Regions from separate parts of the Triticum aestivum genome. Here region 2 is linked to region 1. The links are chromatin contacts, called in public Hi-C maps. All regions are on one chromosome and are shown on one strand. The core of a region is the stretch at or near the end of the contact, and the rest is flanking DNA. Distances in the headings are between cores, read along the strand shown. Region 1 holds the start of LOC123092635 (mitochondrial substrate carrier family protein V). Region 2 holds the start of LOC123092636.

Region 1 (3,076 bases), core at 310-2,809:
CTCATCCAGCAGTATGTCAAGAACGCTAACATCAAACAGTTGTTTACTAATATTTTTGCAGGCATGGCAAGAGGTGACAAAAGTGTTACTTCTCTCCAATAAAAAATGAGAATCATCAACCATGTTATTGAAAGTGTAGTCTTTTCCAACCAGATATTAATTTGATCACAGGCATTTCAAGTTTCAAGTGTGAATTTCTACAGAGTTAGTGATAGCAGCTTACCTGAGCAGCCAGACGTGTCCGTACCAAGTCCAGTGGATATGTCAAAGAAGCTGCAGTTATCCCAGACAAGCCACCGCCTACCATTCTGACACCAACGTCGGCACCCAATCCACCATTGCTGTCGAGACCAGGTATCATCTGAAGCCACTGCACACCTCAACATTAATCAAATTAAGCACATATGATAAGTGGCAAGAAATTGCATGTGATTTTTATACGAAAACACCTGTACTTACATTCTTATATCTCTCGTATGTATAGAAACTAATCGAGGAGTAAGGTAACCGATGTGCAATAGTTACAAGATTTCCTTTCCAGAAGGCTCGTAGCCCTTCTTCATAGACAATGCGGGACGCTTCACGCCATATACTAGTGTTGCGCATCGTAGCCACATCTGAGTGCATTCCTTGAACCTGCGCATAGAAATGATACAAATTTCAATGGCAATCATACTATTATTAAGAAAAGAGGACAACAATACACACACACACACACACACACACACACACACACACACACGCACGCACGCACGCACGCATGAGTGCAACCGGGTTCAGCAATGTCCGGTCGGCCGTGCGTCCATGTGCGCACAAGCTCATGATAACATCCGGCTGAGGTGTAGGGCGTGGAGTGCGCCGCGCATACGCGACATCGCGCCGCAGCACAAGTCATATATGTGCATTAGGATTTGATTTGTCTTTACAGTTTGTTTTTTCTTTTGCCTTGGTGTTAGATTGCTCAAAAAATGAATTAAAATTCCCATTTCTCCAGTATCCCAAAACAGAATCATTCCCGAGAAGCTCAATGAAGTAAGATGCAACTCGTTGCTTATACTAATATACAGACACACAGTTAGGACGAATTACAAGGGCAGAGTTAGGACGAATTGGCTCTCTGGATAAACGGCGCACCTGAAACAGGATGGTGAGGCGGGCGAGCGGCGCGGTGCAGGTCTTGCTGACGGCGCCGGCGACGCCGCCGGCGAGGAGGTGGAGCGTCGTCCCAAGCTTGGGCTGGTTGTGGTGCTGCTGCGGCTGCGGCTGCTGCTGCTGCTGCGTCGAGTACCTCCGCGCGGCGACGGCGGCGGCGCCGTCCACGGTCGCGGCGGCCATCCCCACGCTCGCCTCCGTCTGCAGCCGCCCCCTCCCTCGTCGCCAGTCCACCGCCGCCTCTGAGGCGTGGACACTAGCGCGAGTGACCGGATCGGCGCGCAGTAGGATCGCGCGAAGGCAAGGCGGTCGTCACTAAACCCTAGAGTTTGGGGGCGGACTGTGGGCGCAGGGCTTAGGGTTTGGGAATGTTTTTTTCTTTTGTCTCCGATGTGGGTCGGCACCGAGACCGACTTGGAGAGAAAGAGACGCTCGAGTAACGGTATAAACTTAGCATCTGGTTGATAATACCCTTTTCATAAAATAAATTACTTATATTTTTTCGGGGTCATGGAATAATTATCTTATACTCCTATAGCATGTTAAAAGCCATGAATATTTGTTGTTTATTTTATGAAAAAATAATTATCAATCAGACGGAGTAGAGAAATCAAGCCAAAAAATCAACAAGACTAGATGCGCATAAACTTTCCGCACGGCGGCCATCGGCAAACGAGGTCGGTGTCGCCGCGGAATATGCACAGCATCTCCGGGATGCGCTCGCTGCCGCGCCCCACGGTGTCCCCTACGTGGCACTGTGCCTGTTTTGGGCCGGGCTGTGGATCACATCTTACAACGATCTGCAAGTGAGGAAGATAGGATGGGCCTCGCACTCCCAGCCCTGCAAGCTGCAGCCAGGCTCCTCCTACTCGTAAGGTGGGCCGAGGCTAAACGGGCCCCCGGGTTACAAAGAACACTCCACCTTCCCCGGTCACGATAAGTGACGCACATGCAGCGCGCCACTTGTCGCAACCTGGGAGTTTTCCCTTTTTTCGTAGATTCATTTATTCAAAATGTTTTATCTCTTAAACCATGCTTCCAAATCTCAAACTGTTTTAATCATTGGATCCCTCGCGTCGAGATTTTCAAAACTAGATCCCATGTTGATAGATTTTGACGAACTTTTTTTCACGAAAAAACCGGACGAAAAAACCACACCAGGAGCACGTTTTTTTTCTCTTTCTAAAAGAGGCACGCATGTGCCTCTCAGGAAATCACAACCGCGCCCGTGGAAGCAAAACCGTGACTCTCGTGGAAGGAAAAAAAACAGAAAACGTGTTTTTTTTTCTTTCCGAAAGAGGCACGCCCGTGACTCTCGCGAAAGCACACCCGCGCCTCTGGCGAAAGCAAAACCGTGACTCTCGCGAAGGAAAAAAAAATAGAAAACGCGTATTTTTCCCTTTCCAAGAGGCACGGCCGTGACTCTCGCGAAAGCACAACCGTGCCTCTCGCGGAAGCAAAACTGTGATTCTCGTGAAAGAAAAAAAATAGAAAATGCGTTTTGTTTTTCCCTTTCCGAGAGGCACGGCCGTGACTCTCGCGGAAGTAAAACCGTGACTCTCGCGAAAGAAAAAAAACAGAAAACATGTTTTTTTTCGTTTTCGAAAGGCACGGCCGTCACTCTCGCTAAAGCACAACCGTACTTCTCGTGGAAGAAAAACCGTGACTTTTCTTGAAAGGAAAAAAACACGCTTTTTCGCGCAAAATTGAGAAAAAACGAAAAAAAAAGTTGGTCGAAAGCTAAGGAAGACCGGGGTAAAACCAAAACGTCCAAAAAAACCCGGAAAAAAACCCGTTTAAAAAGCCGAAAACGCGTGCGAAAAAAACTGAAGGAAGCGTCCAGAGCGCGACACGTGGCGAATGGCTGAGAGCGCGCCAAGTGGCGCTGATCATTGTGAGGCTTACGAAGGAGCGCTCGTTAACT
Region 2 (3,076 bases), core at 128-2,627, 180 kb after region 1:
AAAATGCATATTTTATAATTCAAATAAAATAGCAATAAAATCCAAATAAAATCATTTATTTGATTTTAACATTTTCCCTCCAATATTTCTTTTATCTGGGAGATGTCATTTTATCTCCTCTCTTTTATTTTAATATTGGAAATATTTCGGAGAGAAAAACAATAAAACCAAAATGATCCTCTTTTCAATTTGAGAAAATTCAGATATGAAAATAAATGAAACCCCCAACTCTCTGTGGGTCCTTGAATTGCTTAGAGTTTCTAGGATCAACCAAAATGCAATTAAAATATGATATGCATATGATTACCTATGTATAACATTTCAAATTGAAAATTTGGGATGTTACAAAAAAGAATTGCTCTAAAAATGTGTAAAATATAGAGACATCACATAGCCATGTAAATGGCGACGTAGCTGAGGGGTTGATAGTTACCTGTGCAACCACTGCTCCTTGTGAGATCGACATACTCTACTTACCGTGAATTGCAATAGCTTTGTGTCCCCTTGCACGTCATTACATACATTTAAGTGCATGTGGAGAAGGTGAGAGAACCGTGTTTATGCCTCGGTAATTTATGTGAAAATAACACGGTAAGTTGCATACCACAGGTGTGGTAACTTATGTAGGCGGGGCGTGGTAATTTTTGGCACAGAAAAAAAAGTTCGTCGCAGCATACCAATATCGGATTTAGTTCTCGCGGCGAATCTTTTATTTAAAAATTGTTTTGGCATCTGACCGATGTTTGAGCTACAAAACATTTAGAATTTTTGAAAAAGGTGAATTTAGTATGACATCAGATTTTTTTTTCATCTTCTAGTGCATGCATGTAATTAGAGAAAAAATGCACATGAAAAAAGAGTGAATCATCCTAATGTAATCATGCATGTAATTAGAAGGAGAAGGGGGTGTATGATAGTTTTAGCTATATGACACATCGTGTGCTAAATATCAGGGTCGCAGGCCCCTTCGTGCCACACGTATGTCACTTTACCATCTTTTTTTTGAAAAATAAAACCCATAGAAATGCGCTCGTCCGGCCGTCCGTCAATTAATCCGCAACTGGCTTGGCCCGGCGAAAACCAGGTCCGTATACAATAGCTGCACGCGCCGGACGGGTCACGAGAGAAAACCACACGACACGGTACAGCGCACAGACACAGGAGGGGCGAAGTGAAGGGCAGCAATAATGGGGGATGGGTGGCGCGAGACAGGTAGTAGGGGTAGGAGTAGATAGAAGTCGCCGTCCCGCGCCGGGCGCCGTGCCTACAGCAGGCGCTTGCTGACCTCACCCACCCTCACACGCCTCGCGCCCCCGCACTGCCGCGACTCCGACAAAACCGCCCGGCCCCCCACCACACACCACCCCGGCCGTCCGCCCCCGCCCCGCGCTTTACCCCTCCCCCGTTCCTACCACCTCAAGATCCGATCCATCGCACCCCACCTCTCCAGTGTGATCGTCCGCCTCCTCCTCGTGACCCCCGACGACGACGACAACGGAGGCCAGCTCAGTGGCTCGCTCGCTCGCTTTCTCTCCCCCAAATCACTACTTCTACCATTACCGGCCAGACCGAGCCGCAGGGCGCTGCTACGAGGGAAATAGAACCGTAGAAGTAGAAACTCAGCAGCACCACCCGCCACCCACCTACTACTAACCGATAGATAGATAGGCAGGCGGGGTATAGGAAACGGGAGCAGCAGCAGCGTACTACTAGTGCGACCACCACCACCACTACCGCCGTGCTGCACCCGCCTGCAGGTCTCTATCTACCCAGTGTCCACCTGCGGCTTTCTTCCCTCCCTGCGCTTCACTCCCTCTCTGCCCGTCGCTCCCTTTCTCGCCAGGTGAGGTGAGGCGCCTTCTGCTTCTCGGGTGGCGCAGTGGCGGCCGGCGGCTCTTTGTTGCCTGGGTTGAGCTCTGCTGATCTGCGTTCTTCTCTGTTGTTGCAGATCTGCTGCTGTTGATCCCCAGCTCGGATCTTGATGATTTGGGGGCTCTTCTTCAAGTGATTGCTGTTACTTCTTTGGCCTGCCTCTACCTGGTATGTTTGTCAATTACTCCAGCTGTGTGTGTTTTGTTTTCTTTTGCTTTCTGGGTAATGTGTGTTTTTTCGATTCTTTGGGATTAGTGCGAGAGAGTGAAGAGTGGAGTAGTACTATACTACACTGGGTTTCTGTTCAGGTTTAATGCTGTATCCCACATTGTAGATTCTTCATTAACCAGCCCCCCACCCCCATCGTGGGTGATGCAATCTGTGGACTGGTCCGCAAACAAGGAAAACTTTATTTTAATCTACTTCATGCTAAATTCGAGTCGCAATTTCTTGTCTATCTTCGTTATTCAGTGTCCGGCACGGCGGATGACCCATCAATCAATCATCTATTTTTTTCTTTCTTCTGTTAGTATTATCTTGTATATGTACGAGTACAGTTGTACAATTTTTTTCCTTCTGGCTGGTAGTCAGGCTTCCACGTTCACACAGGCTCACAGGATTATGTCTTGTCTTTTCTCATGTTCTCCACCAAAAAATCAAATGGACAAATAGGTTCCCTTTTCTTTTCTTGAGGGAAACGGGGAAAGATGGTCCGATGTAGATTTAATACTGGACTAGTACCTTGACTGAATTATTGAAGGCTGGCTAGACCCCGTGCGTTGTACTTGTGCATCACTACTATATATTTTTTAATACAGGCTACCGCACGGTCTGCACTAATATATGAATAGCTTCACCCCGACCTCCCAACTTTGTTGTTCCCTTTTCCTTTTTTGTATCTAAGATTGTTAACATATCCAAATTAGAACATTATCATGTCAAAAATTGTCTGTCTGCAAGTCCCGACCAGCTGAGGGCACGGGGACACGTCATAAATCATCAACCCAGGATCCCTGGGAGACAAAATGATGTGATCATCCACCGACAGATTCATGGCTCTAAATTAAGATAACCAACACAATATTAAATCTGTACAGCGACACTGTGTGCTATTGCTGATTACTAACGCCGGTTAATTTGTATTCTGGCCGGCAGAAATATAAAAGCTCCTTGTTTGACTGAATATGAGCCCCGGGATTTAAGA

The links. Hi-C and Micro-C count contacts between places; a contact is called where the count stands out from the background.
Region 2: a contact with region 1 is called in a Hi-C map of leaf, with 4 times the contacts expected there. The contact joins the promoter of LOC123092636 here to the promoter of LOC123092635 in region 1. A contact is called at or near these places in 3 of 5 Hi-C or Micro-C datasets (all in leaf).

Annotation. Positions count from the first base shown.
Region 1 is chr4B:448,491,707-448,494,782 of IWGSC CS RefSeq v2.1, forward strand. LOC123092635 (mitochondrial substrate carrier family protein V) reads right to left here and starts at 1,560. Exons shown (of 7, transcript XM_044514444.1): 1 at 1,135-1,560; 2 at 460-636; 3 at 224-370. The coding sequence starts at 1,335.
Region 2 is chr4B:448,673,952-448,677,027 of IWGSC CS RefSeq v2.1, forward strand. It overlaps LOC123092636, which reads left to right and starts at 1,378. Exons shown (of 4, transcript XM_044514446.1): 1 at 1,378-1,843; 2 at 1,949-2,040.